Linked DNA regions of Mus musculus: region 2 is linked to region 1. The links are chromatin contacts, called in public HiChIP or PLAC-seq maps. All regions are on one chromosome and are shown on one strand. Each heading gives the region's core, a stretch centred on a gene start, on an enhancer-like site or on the middle of the called end of the contact. The rest is flanking DNA. Distances are from core to core; before and after follow the strand shown. Region 1 holds the start of Gm34077 (a long non-coding RNA gene). Region 2 has its middle 43 kb from the start of Gm46687.

Region 1 (6,050 bases), core at 127-2,626:
TCTCAAACTGGCTTTCTTTTGTTCTTTGTTTTCTTATCTGTTTTGTTTTGTGTTGCTGTTGTTTGGATGTTTCATTTGATTTGATGTGGGGGTCTCTTGTAGCCCAAATTGGCCTTGAACATGAGAAGCGTCAAGGATGACCTTGCGTTCCCATCTTCCTGCCTCTACCTCCTAAGTACTGAATTCACAGATGTGGGACACTACACTAGATTTTATGCAATTCTGACGATCAAATCCAGGGACTCATTCGTGTATGTGAAGCAAGCACTCTGGCAGATGAGCCACATTCCTAGCTCAGGCTTTGTCCCTGGGGACATAACCATCACTTATCAGGACTGTCTCCTGTAGTTCTGGGACCAGAGTAGGTGACATTCCTGTGGTTGCATTCAAAAGCTGCAGTCATCATGACAGTTCCCTCATTGGCTTGTTGGGTGGTGGAGGCTGTAGCTAGCCAAGCTTCAGTAGGGACTTCTGTCCAGAACACTCAGATCCAGAATGGGTCTCCATGGAATCTGGGCTTTTCATAAGCATGACAACTGAAATCCAGGAACCAGGTCTTGTGTGTGAGACAGGTAAAAGTTGAATTGTCTTTTTGTAACTAGCTTCAGAGGTTCCATAGCATCACTTCCACCTGTGTTCTAACGCCCACGAGGAATAATAGCTGCAATTAAGGTCATTCAGCACTGTTTGTCTCACATACAAAAGTTCGAGAGACAGCCCTAAGTCCCACTTACAATTCAAAGGGAGGGGGACACAGACTCCATCTTTGAATGGGGGTGAAATCAGTTCCTGGAAGAGTATGCAGGGCAAAAACTATTATTTCAGCCATTTGTGCAGCATACAATCTGCCATAGTAAATAAATCCTCAGTGGTCAAAACCCAGCTATGACCTTGCTGAGTCTGGCATGTAAGCTCCAGCCCATCTCGAATTACCCACAACTGGGCTGATCTGTTATTCCTGCAATCTTCCTTCTGGGATTGGGGCATGAATAGTAAAAGTTCTCATTACTTTATAGCTTAACAGGCCTCTATAGCCAGAAAAACTATCCCTGGTCCATCTAGAAGACCTGGAAATCCCCCAAGAAGAGCCGCTTCTGCCTCTAGGAGTTATGCTTGGGAAGGGTATGGTCACCACAGGGACAAAGGGAATTGATCAACGGCCAGAATTACATCACTCCCTCTCTTTGCTCATTTTTCATTGCTGTTGTTCTTTTTCCTGTGTTTAATTTCTCTTCTTCCTTACCCTCCCGTAGGACCTCCCCCTTGGAGATGGGGTTGGGGGGATTGATTGATTGGTGCTGAAAGCAGGGAGGTTGCAAGTAGAGAGAGATCACCTTACCCCGGAGATAGTTTCCATGGCAACAGGGACAGGTTGGTGGGAGGGGCGGGCAGATAAGGGCCCCACTTTGGGCTTCAGTGCACAATGGAGGTGAAGGCTCTAGTGTTTGCATGGAGAGAGGAAGACTATTCTTGTGCAGCTGGCTTAGGAGTGGGAACAGGAGCAGGAGCGGAGAGCACTTTGAAGCTCTTTCTGTCCTCTGCTCTCCTACCTCACCAGACAGCAACCTAGGCAACAACATTTGTTTGTTCACCTGGTCTGCCTCCTTTCACGACCACCCGCCCTCCATTTGCCACATTTCCCTCCCCCACCTCCTCCTCTCTCTTCTTGCTTCTTTAGCCCCTGCCAAGCTTCTAACCTGAGAGAATTAATTCCCCTCCCACAATTGGGGGGGGAGGGGCGGTACAGATCACTGAGCACTATTCTAGCCTGTGTCAGGGTTTAGGCCCACCGTGCTGCTTGCATATTGGCCTTCCTCTAAACTTGTTCCTTGATGGGGGCCATAGATAGTATCCAGAGGGTAAAGTAGGTTATTAGTTGATCTCTCAATGGTAACACACCCTAAGTATTCAGCATTCAACAGCTGTAAAGCTCATTACAGGCTTCAGCACTGCCACCCTGGCACTTGCCCTGCCAAGGGGTATTCTTGCCCCTTAACATCACATAGACTCTTAGCCCATAGCTGTGACCTTGTTCCTCTTTCTCATATAGACAGACCTCAGACTCAGGACCCTCAACACACTTCCAGACAACCTGTGCAGCTTCTGTGTCCAGTTGGATTTTCTTCAGTGTGACTGAGTAACAGCGTAGAGCTGTCTCATCCTACAATGTGTCTGCATGGAAATGTAGGGAAGAAATAAAATAGAAGCTCACTAGCCTGGGCAGAACGCCATATCAGTTCAACCCAGGAGCCAGAGGCAAGACTCAGGATTGTTCCAGCCTGGACCTAAAGAGCCTTTTCAGTGCTGAAGGGAGTGTAGGGCTAAAGATAATTTCTTTTTCCTCATCATGTTAAAGGCTGAAGTATCACAGAATCTAGCAGCCTCCCATGTACCTAAAGAACGCAGCCTCCCACATACCTAAAGAACACAGCCTCTCACATACCTAAAGAAAGGAAAGCAGGGTCTTCCAGTAGTGTTGTTCATAACAGCCTAAAATGCCCAGCAGCTAATAAATGGATGAGCAAAACTGGTCTGTCTATGGAATGGAGTACTAGTCAGCTATGAAAAGGAATAGAATTTGCATCCATGCTACCATTCAGATGACCTTTCACAATGAGATGCTAAGGTCCAGCCGAGAAGTGTTTGCCTTGCAAGCCTGACAACCCAGAACCCACGCAAAGGTGAAAGGAAAGGACTCACTTTACAAAACTGTCCTCCGACTTGCACATGTGCATCCTGCCATGTGCACCCTGCTCCCCAAGGACAGAGTCATCAATAAAGCAAAACACAATAGGAAGTGAAAGTCATTAACCATTCTGCTTATGCGCAATGCAATTCTATGGAAAGTTGTTTCATTTTGCCCAGGATGGGTGGGTGGCAGAGAGGAAGGACCACTCGTTAGTATGGAGTTTCCCTTAAAGAGTGATTATTACAAACTTCAATAATACATAGTGGTGGCACTTGCAGTGCCCATGAGATAAACTTAAGGCCACCAAACTGTACTTTGTAAGGGTCAATTTTACATGCAACCTAACCGCAGTTGTTTTGATTGGTTTGGTTTTGAGACAGTCTCAAAATATGCCAGGCTGCTCTCAAACTCCCTGCATTGTAAAAGATGACTTTGACCATCTGATCTTCCTCTGTCCTCCTAGGATTAGCAGCTACAGTGCATGACCACCCTACTGGGGATGGAACCTCTAGCTTTGTTCATACTAGGTTAGTGCTCTACCAACTGAGCCACATTCTCTGGCCCCTTAACAAGTCTGACAATGCAACTGGTAATAATAGTGTACCACTCAGTACCAAGGGTACTAGCACCAAGAAGTCACCACCACTGAGAGTGATTAACCCATCCTAGTTTACCACGGGGCTGTGAACTTCAGTTCTGAAGTTTTAACACTGGCAACCCCAAGAGATTTCAAATTCACTTTCCCTGCCCAGGAACCTGGCTGTAGGAACTAAATCAGGCTTTCGAGTGGCTCTGATGTGCTGCGTGGTGAGCCTGTCTCAGGATCACATGGAATAATAATCACACTAATGACAGCCAGAGAGCAGAGAGCACTTCCCGTGGTCCTGGCACTCTTACTGTCCAGGGCTTCCAGCATGCACTTGAGCCTCCAGGGAACTATTAAGTATACAGGATGTGGGGGAGGGACTGAGATACCACATTCCTAATGAACCCTGGGAGTGACAATGACAACAGTCACTGCCCACACTTTGAACATCACCCCCTTCCCATGCCCTTCACATATGAGAACGCTCCTAACTTACCTCTATAATCCTTTGAGGTGAAAATCATTTGTAACCTCAATCTCCAGACAAAGCAGGAGGTAGGTGGAGGGCCTGCGACTGGCCCAAGGTCTTCTAATTAGAACCCAAGGCAGTCGAGCCACCGAGGCCGTAGCTATAACAAGTATCCTTTCAGCTGAGGAGAGCGGAGCGTGCGCACGAAGCATTTGGACCCAAGCCTGCCACTGAGTAACTTTTCTCAAAATAGTAGCCCTTGTTGTCATGATTTCCATTAGAAGGCCCTGCGTCTTGAGAAAATGGTTCATTTCAGAACCCTCACTAGACCAGTGGCCTTTAATGTCCTTCCAGGTGACCTAATCTTCAGGCAAGCAGTAATCGTCCTTGGGAGGTTACAGCCAGCATTTTCCTCTTCTAGTCTTTGCTTTGTATGACGTTGTTCCGGATTCCCCAGGAACACTTCCCACTCCCGACTCTGCTTTCCCAAAGGGTTTGCTCTCTGTAATTCGGACTCTTCTAGACCCACAAAGCCAGAGCACTGTCTGTCTCCTATTCTCCCATAACTTTAGTACCTGCAGGCCAAGAAGGACAACCTACTCCAGTTTATACCAACCATAGAGAATCCAGAGCTGTCATAAGTGCCTCTGTGCCTCTTAAGCCTCAGTTTCCCACTCTGTATAGTGGGCATACCAGTACCTTATCTAGACACCTTGTATTTGCAATCAGACCATTGAAGAACAGTCGGTCTGTAGCACAGCCAGGATGGGTAATCAGAAACATCCTGTTCCCAGCCAGCAGATCTGGAGTTTCCCAGCATAGGTAGCTCCATAAGAACAGGAATCCTGTTAGCGGTGACTGTGACCAGGCTGTGGGAGGACAAACAGCTCCCTGAGAAAGGGGAAAAGGCAGAATGACAGGCTCAGTCCTAGGGTTGATCTCGGCCAAGAAAATATTTGGGTTTAGAGAATGGAGGAAGTTTCCCAGGCCAGGACAATAACAGCCCCCAGCTGTCACCCTATCTTGTGAGCCCCTGTTCAGTGTCTCTGGGACTGGGAGTGGCTGAAGGGGGGGATAAATTGTGGGAGGGAGGAAACTAGGAAGAGACAGACAGATGGAAGACTTTCCATAGGAAGGGGCTGCTTTGAATAGGACAGAGCTGGAGAGGACTTTGAGGAAGCAGCCTTCTCCTTCTCAGCAGGAGCAGAGCCCCTAGAGTCCTTTGGCTCTCCCTCCCCCACCCTGCGGCCCTCTGCAGGTCTCCTTGAATCCATATGTGGGTTTTGGCTCTGCTCGCAGGCAGGGGATTTGAGGAGCGGTTGTGTGATTTGTACAGCTGTCATTAGGGTAATTGCACGATATTTTCCCAAATTTCTCCTGCAGCTTCAGGCTTGCTTTCCAAACTTCCTGCCTGCCCGTTAACATGGGCTCTGGCGAGAGGAGCTGGCTCGGAGCCTTCCCAGCAGCTGCTAACAGCACCCAAGGGCAGTCTTCTCAAATATTCCCATGGGACCAGGCACCAGGGGTTGAGAGGAGCGACCCAAAGACTGAAGGGTAGCAGCTCCTTAAAAGTCACATTAGTGGTCACTGCTGATCATCCTTGATTCCACTTCCTTTCCCAGAATGGAAAGAGACCCAAATTAGCCCGTTCCATAGAGAAAGCAACGAAACCTTCTTAAGACACCAGAGTTTGGAAAGTTCCTTTGTTGTATGTACTGCAAGAAGGATGATGGACTGAAACCAGGCATCTCATTTCCCAGCACCCTCCCAAACCAGCACTGCTCACACTTGGCACGGCTCTCAAGCTGGCTAATGACCATGCCCAGAGAGATGCTGTAAAAATCAGGGAGCTGTGAGGGTCTGATGGGGGTGGGGAGGTCAGGGTGGGGTTGGCAGTATTTCCTACAAACTCAAAGTCATTTAGACCCAATGGTAAAGGACTGCTTCTACCTATTCTCAGGCGAAGCTGTCCATCCTCTTTACACTGCTCTGGCAAGTATTTAATCTTCTGGACTGACTCCTCTGGCCTGTTAAAATATGCACTCATGAGCAGGAGACATAGTTCAGAGGGTAAAGAGCATGGCCTGCAAGGCTGATGGCCTGAGTTTCATTTCAGGAAGAGATTACAAAGTGGGAAGAAGAGAACAGACTCCATAAGCTGCCCTCTAACCGTCATGCACATGCTGTGGTACATCCATGCCCACATTCATACATCACACACACACACACACACACGAGCATGCATGCACATGTGTGCACATTCACACACATACAAACATACACTAATAATGGTAAGTCATTTTAAA
Region 2 (5,596 bases), core at 1,581-4,080, 720 kb after region 1:
GAGGTTCAAGGGACTTGCACACAAGTTCCAAATGTGGTGTCAACTAGAGAAAGGGACCGGGTAAGAGAGAGGGAATTATTTTTCTGCCATCACCACCCCACCCCATTGTAATGTTTTCCGGTTAGGAACCAAAGCTAGTGGAGTTGTTCTTGGAGGCCCTCTGGACTGCCACTACTTCCTGGTGCAAGGCCGTGAGAATAAAGGCTTTCTGCCAGGAGGTTCCCTGGTTTAGTACCAGGAGCCTCGAATCCTGGCGGGAATCCTTGCACTTCCAACATGACTCTCTCTCTCTCTCTCTCTCTCTCTCTCTCTCTCTCTCTCTCACACACACACACACACACACACACACACACACACCACACACACACACCTCACACACCACACCAAACAAAAAACACTCTTGGAACTGCTGAAGTAAATGCGGAGCCTGACGCCAGGGTCAGTGGAGGGACTGTCCCCATCACCAACAAGTTGCTGGCCTTGATAACAGCTGTGGGAGGGGGAAGGGAGCCGCAGGCAGCCACGACTGAACGGTTGCGATCTAGAAAATTCAACAAGAGGCCGCCACAGTGGCGGCGGCTCCAATTAGCTGAGCCAACAGGGAAGGCAGAGAGCTAGGCAGCGGCCCTGCCGATCACGCCCCGGGCGAGCAGGCAGGAGGGGGCGCGGGGCCTCGGAGCTGCTCGCCCGGGCGGCCCTCGCTCGGCCCCTCCCGCGGGTTCTCGGAGCGCGCCTGGTGTTTACATACTGTCCTTCCGACACGGGATCAAGTTTCAGGCCGCGCTAGAGGCGCCTGGAGCGGGCCACAGGCCGGGGAGAAGGGAAGAGCTGGAGCGGGATCTAAGGCCGAGCTGTACGGCTGAAAGCCGGGGCGCTCGTGGTCACAGCTAGCGTAGCCCTCCCTCCTTGCTTGGGGTGAGAAGTCTATCGCGTAGGGTGGCAAAGACAGGTGGAGCTGCGGAGCGCTGTCCAGAGAGAGGCACCTCTGAGTCGCGAGTGGAGTCCAGGGCGCACCCGGGACTGGGGGATGGGGATAGGCTGTCTGATGGTAGCCCAAGGACTGTTTTGAATCTCACCCCGCTTCGTGAGCTCTTCACTCCTCCCCTAAACTCCTTTGACAGACTACTCGATCCAGACTCTTGTTATGGTGGTGGTGGTGGTGGGGGATCTGTGGACTGCAAAACCTCAAAATTCTAAGAGACCTCTCGCTTTTCCTTGCCCACCCTGGCCCCAGTACTGCGAAAGCCTCCGGCGAAGTGCTCGAGGATCTGGCAGCCTGAGGGTGCCCCGCGCTGTCAAGTGTGGGCAAGTGATCTCCAGCAGCAGACACACTGTAAACAGCCGAGTGTGTGCCCTCCTAGCTCGGGGTGAGAACCTCGCCTAAACACAAGTGTCCTCTCGGGCTCCCCGGAGAGACGGAGGAAAGAAAGCCCCCCCCCCCCCACCACCACACACACACACACACACACACACACACACACACTCACTCACACCAAGGCACCTGCATTCAAAAGAGAGTGTTCTGAACCTGCACAGGCGCCAGGCGCTGCTGGGAGAGGATACTCAGCCTGCCCCCCTCCCGGCTGAATACTTGCTTTGTTCCGGGAAACGGGGGAAGCATTAGGCTGCTAACCCCTGGGGAAACACAAAACTTTGAATCTCAGAAAAGGCGGTTGAATGTATTTCGAAGTTCCAGAGATCGGTCAAGGAAGGGAAAAGCAGATGGCGGGAGATCAGGAGACTTGCGAGAGAGGCCAACTGACGATGTGGGAGGAAAACAGCTCAGGGTGACCAGGCCGGAGTCTCGGGAACTCAACTCAGAGTGATGGTGCTTCGCGAGTTCCAGCGAACAGCGGGCTAGGCCAAGTGGTGCCTGCCCAGTCGGCGGCCGCGCCAGCTTCCTGCCCTGCCCAGGACCGCAGAGCAGTCAGGGACGCCACCTCTGGCTGGCTTGGTATCGCAGGAGGATGAGGGTATACAAATAAACCCCGAATCTCTGCAGCTCCCCTCCTCCATCTTCCGCAACACAGTGGACCCAGGCCAATTGGTGGGTCATCCGTTTTAGGTTTTCAACCTGGGGTGAATGGGAAAGGTTTGGTGAGCTAGCCATTACGGTTGGGTCAGTCTGAGCTATCTTAGGTCTCATTCGTTGACTGCCTGTCCCATCAACTCCCACTCCACCCTACCCAATCCGTCTCCAACTAGCTGAGGGCACCACTAGGTTAGCGATATAAGGTCTAACAGGCAAAAGGACGAATGGGTGAGACTGCCACCTCTCACTTAGCCTTCCTAACATTCAAGGGAGGGGAGGGCACCTAGGCTCTGTCCTATCCCCCGTAGGACGCTCCCCTCCGTCTCGGAAGCTCAGACTGCTAACGAGGGTTTCCCCCTTCCCCGTGGGCTCACAAGGTTTCTAACTTCCTCTAAACCTCCCTCCTCGCTCTGAAAAGCCCCGAGGAGAAGAGCAGAGAGGAAGCGAGCCGCTAGTGTGCTAAATGAAGACCATGTGTGAGGGTGGCGGCATCAGAGTGCCGCGGCCGGGGAAGGGGGTGGTGAAGGCCGGTGTGCGGCCCACGGCTGGCTCCTGGTCGAGGCAGCCAGCGCCTGGGCTTTGGGGGACGCAAAGCCGCAGCAAAGTACTGCTAGGATAGCCTGGTGGCTGGCCACCGATGAGTGTGTGTGTGTGTGTGTGTGTGTGTGTGTGTGTGTGTGTGTGTGTGTGTGTGTGTGTGTGTGTGTGCGCGCGCGCGCGCGCGCGCTTGGTGGACAGGATCTGCCGCGCCTCGGGGGGCGGGGGCGGGGGCGGAGCCCTGACTTCCTGGGCCGCAGCTGCGACCCAGGGCGCAAGAGCAAATCGTGCTCCGCGGCGGCGGTGGCTCGGGCCCGCCACGCTTGCAGCTGAAAATCAACAAAGGGAGGCGGCAGGCGAGCGGGGGAGGGGCGCGGCTGAGCGCTCGCTGGCTGCTGTGGAATAATAAAAAATAATTAATAATGATAATAAGAGAAAAAAATCTGCCGGCTTTCTGGGCACTGGGTTTCCGTGCGGCTGCAGCGGGAGGCGCGCTGTCCTTGACGCGGCCTCTCTCGCCTGGTCTGCCTGCCCCTCCCCCTCCCTTGCCCCCTCCCCTTCCTGGGAACCGGGAAGAGAAAGGTCTGCAGCTGACAAATATTATCCATTCTCCCCATCGATCGCGGAGTGTACAGATGTGAGCGCTTGATGTGCCCGCGGAGCGGCGGATCCTCCCTGCTCTCTCGCCGCCCCCCTCCTCCCCCTTTGTTCTCCTCCCCTTTCCCTCTCTTTAAATAGATTTCAGGGCGCTGCCTGTTGGAGAGCAGCTGGCGATCTCTCCAGAGAGAGAGAGAGAGAGAGAGAGAGAGAGAGAGAGAGAGAGAGAGAGAGAGAGAGAGAGAGAGAGAGAGAGAGAGAGAGAGAGAGAGAGAGAGAGAGAGAGAGAGAGAGAGAGAGAGAGAGAGAGAAGCCCGAGGTGCCCTGTCACCAGCCTCCCCCTCCCCCACCTGCCCTTCCTGCTGTGAGCCCACCTCCCCTTTTTCCAGTTTCCAAAACAGAAAACACCAGGAACACCCACGTCCACTGCATCGCGAACCTTAAAGCCTTTGGACGCTTTGCGCTGTCCCCGCGCTGTTCCTTGTTTCTGTGAGGAAAAAGAGGAAAGCGCAGGGAGGTTACATAGCGCCATGGCAGAAGATCCAAGGGTCGAGATCTTTCCTCGGCAGCAGCAGGGACAGTGACCGGGTCACGCTAAGAGAGTACAGTTTACCCATTAGGGGTAGTAGGACAAGGCAGCCTCTTTATTCCTCTTCTGCAAATGGCAGATTAAGCCGGCAGCGCTCGGCTTCAAAGGACCCCGGCGGCGTTCTGCAAAGGGTTAACCCTTCGGCCCATAATCGCAGACACGCACTCACACTCACAGGCGCTCACGGTGCGCCCTCCCCGCTCTCCAGAGAGCTGGCCACGGCCCGCAGTGCACCCGGAGCTGGGGGAGTAGCTGGGGAGGGGGGAGGGGAGGGCTTAACCAGGCCGCTCAACTGAGCCGGGGCCACCTCGCCGTCTGTCACTTAAATGATTGTCCTCCGCTCCGCTCAGTGCGGTCAGTACGGGCTGTTAACAGGCAGTTGCAATCAGTTTCCGAAAGGTCAGCCAAGGTCCTCCGGCTCTCGCAGACGGAAGGCATTACGGAACCGCTTTTGTATTTGCAGGCACTTTAGAAAACGAAGCAAGGAGGGGGCTTCACCCCAGCGCCTCCGCGGCTGGGAGCCCTGAGAGGGTCGTGAGCGGCAGGGAGAGGGAGACTGCACCCCGCGGACTGGGCTGGGCACCGAGGAAATCACCGGCCAAGTGACCTAGGCCCTTCGTGTTCCGATGGGGAAGCGGAAGGTGGGCAGGCTGTAAGGGAAAGAGAAATGAGAGGAAGTAGGAGAGACCTCTTAGTTCCCCTCCTCTCTGGGCCTGCGGCCCACACCCGGTCCCGGACCGAGGTGGGTGGCCTCGAGGACGGGGAGACCCCCACTCTCTCTCCTAGACTCTCCCGACATGCGTAAGTGGTGAGGAGGGTGGTAGGGGGAAAGACCTTGTAAAGCGAGCGAATCACCGCACGGTGTCTGAAGACGCTGCTGCTGCCGCCGCTAGAAGTCGTCCATCAGCAACCAGTCCAACCTGCCAGTGATAATGTGCGATCAACACCAAATCACCCCCGCCAGGCGCGATCCATCATCGCGGCGCGCTGCAGGCCCGTGTGAGCCTGACTCGCCACTAGAGGTGGGGAAGGGGCCGCAGAGCAGGAGGTGGTCACCAAGCAGACCCGAACTCTGCACACCTGGCTGCCCCTCCTGAAGACATGCATCTTAAGTGTTCATAACTCCCCAAGTTCCCCAGTTGAAGGGTGCAAACACCGTGACTCCTGAGTTCTGGGCACGGTCACTTAGGAGCTCGCGTGTCCTCCACGCCCAGTTACCCTGGTCACACCCAGCAAAGCCATCCTTTTCTTGGCTTTGCCCTGTGTGTCCCTTCCCCCCTCCTTCGAGAAAGCGTGGCTGGCGGGAAATTAATATTTAATATCGTGAAATTGATTAAAGGGCTGGAAGCCGGCGATGGGGTGGGGGAAGGGTAGGGTCTCAGAGCATAATTAAAGATCTGGGAATGGTGGCCACTTCTGGTCGGCCCGGGCCCCACACAAGGCCTTTGTGAGGCCCAGACGGGGTCGGTGAGGCTAAGGCAGCACTAACCCTGGGTTCTGGCACTTGCTTGGGGGGCAGGGGGGGCGCTATCTGCAACGTCTGGAGTAACCTAAACTCACCTAGGGGTTACACAGAGAACTGAGTCTCCCTTGCCTGCCTGCATCGTGGACCCTTCTAGGCCCTAGGGCCAAAGGTTCAAACATTTCGGGTCTTAGAACTTTGCCTCTTCACGGTCCAAGAGATCCTTAATCTCCTCTAGGCCGGGTTTAGGAGGGACCCCCAAGGAATGAGTCTTCTGGGACTCTCAAACAGCACTTGTGAAAGAACTCAGACCCTGCAACTAGGGACCCCCAAGGCCTGGCTTGCCCAAGGCTCCCGCCGGTTCTCTCAGGTCCAGGCC

The links. HiChIP or PLAC-seq counts read pairs in DNA pulled down with a chosen protein or histone mark.
Region 2: an H3K27ac HiChIP or PLAC-seq map of differentiating embryonic stem cells shows a contact between it and region 1, with 8 times the contacts expected there. The contact joins two enhancer-like sites. A contact is called at or near these places in 1 of 15 datasets of contacts at CTCF or cohesin (pro-B cells) and 4 of 115 datasets of contacts at active chromatin or transcription factors (craniofacial prominence, differentiating embryonic stem cells, embryonic forebrain and 1 more).

What each region holds. Positions count from the first base shown.
Region 1 is chrX:11,414,490-11,420,539 of GRCm38.p6, forward strand. Gm34077 (a long non-coding RNA gene) reads right to left here and starts at 4,151. Exons shown (of 4, transcript XR_386893.2): 1 at 3,772-4,151. Within about 2 kb of position 1,377, at least 7 of the 459 cell types and tissues checked have an H3K27ac peak or open chromatin away from gene starts, as enhancers often do. A contact at or near this core is called in differentiating embryonic stem cells, where this site is marked.
Region 2 is chrX:12,132,796-12,138,391 of GRCm38.p6, forward strand. It overlaps a transcript of Bcor not described here. Among named protein-coding and RNA genes, the nearest start is that of Gm46687, 43 kb to the left of the region's middle. Within about 2 kb of position 2,831, at least 257 of the 459 cell types and tissues checked have an H3K27ac peak or open chromatin away from gene starts, as enhancers often do. A contact at or near this core is called in differentiating embryonic stem cells, where this site is marked.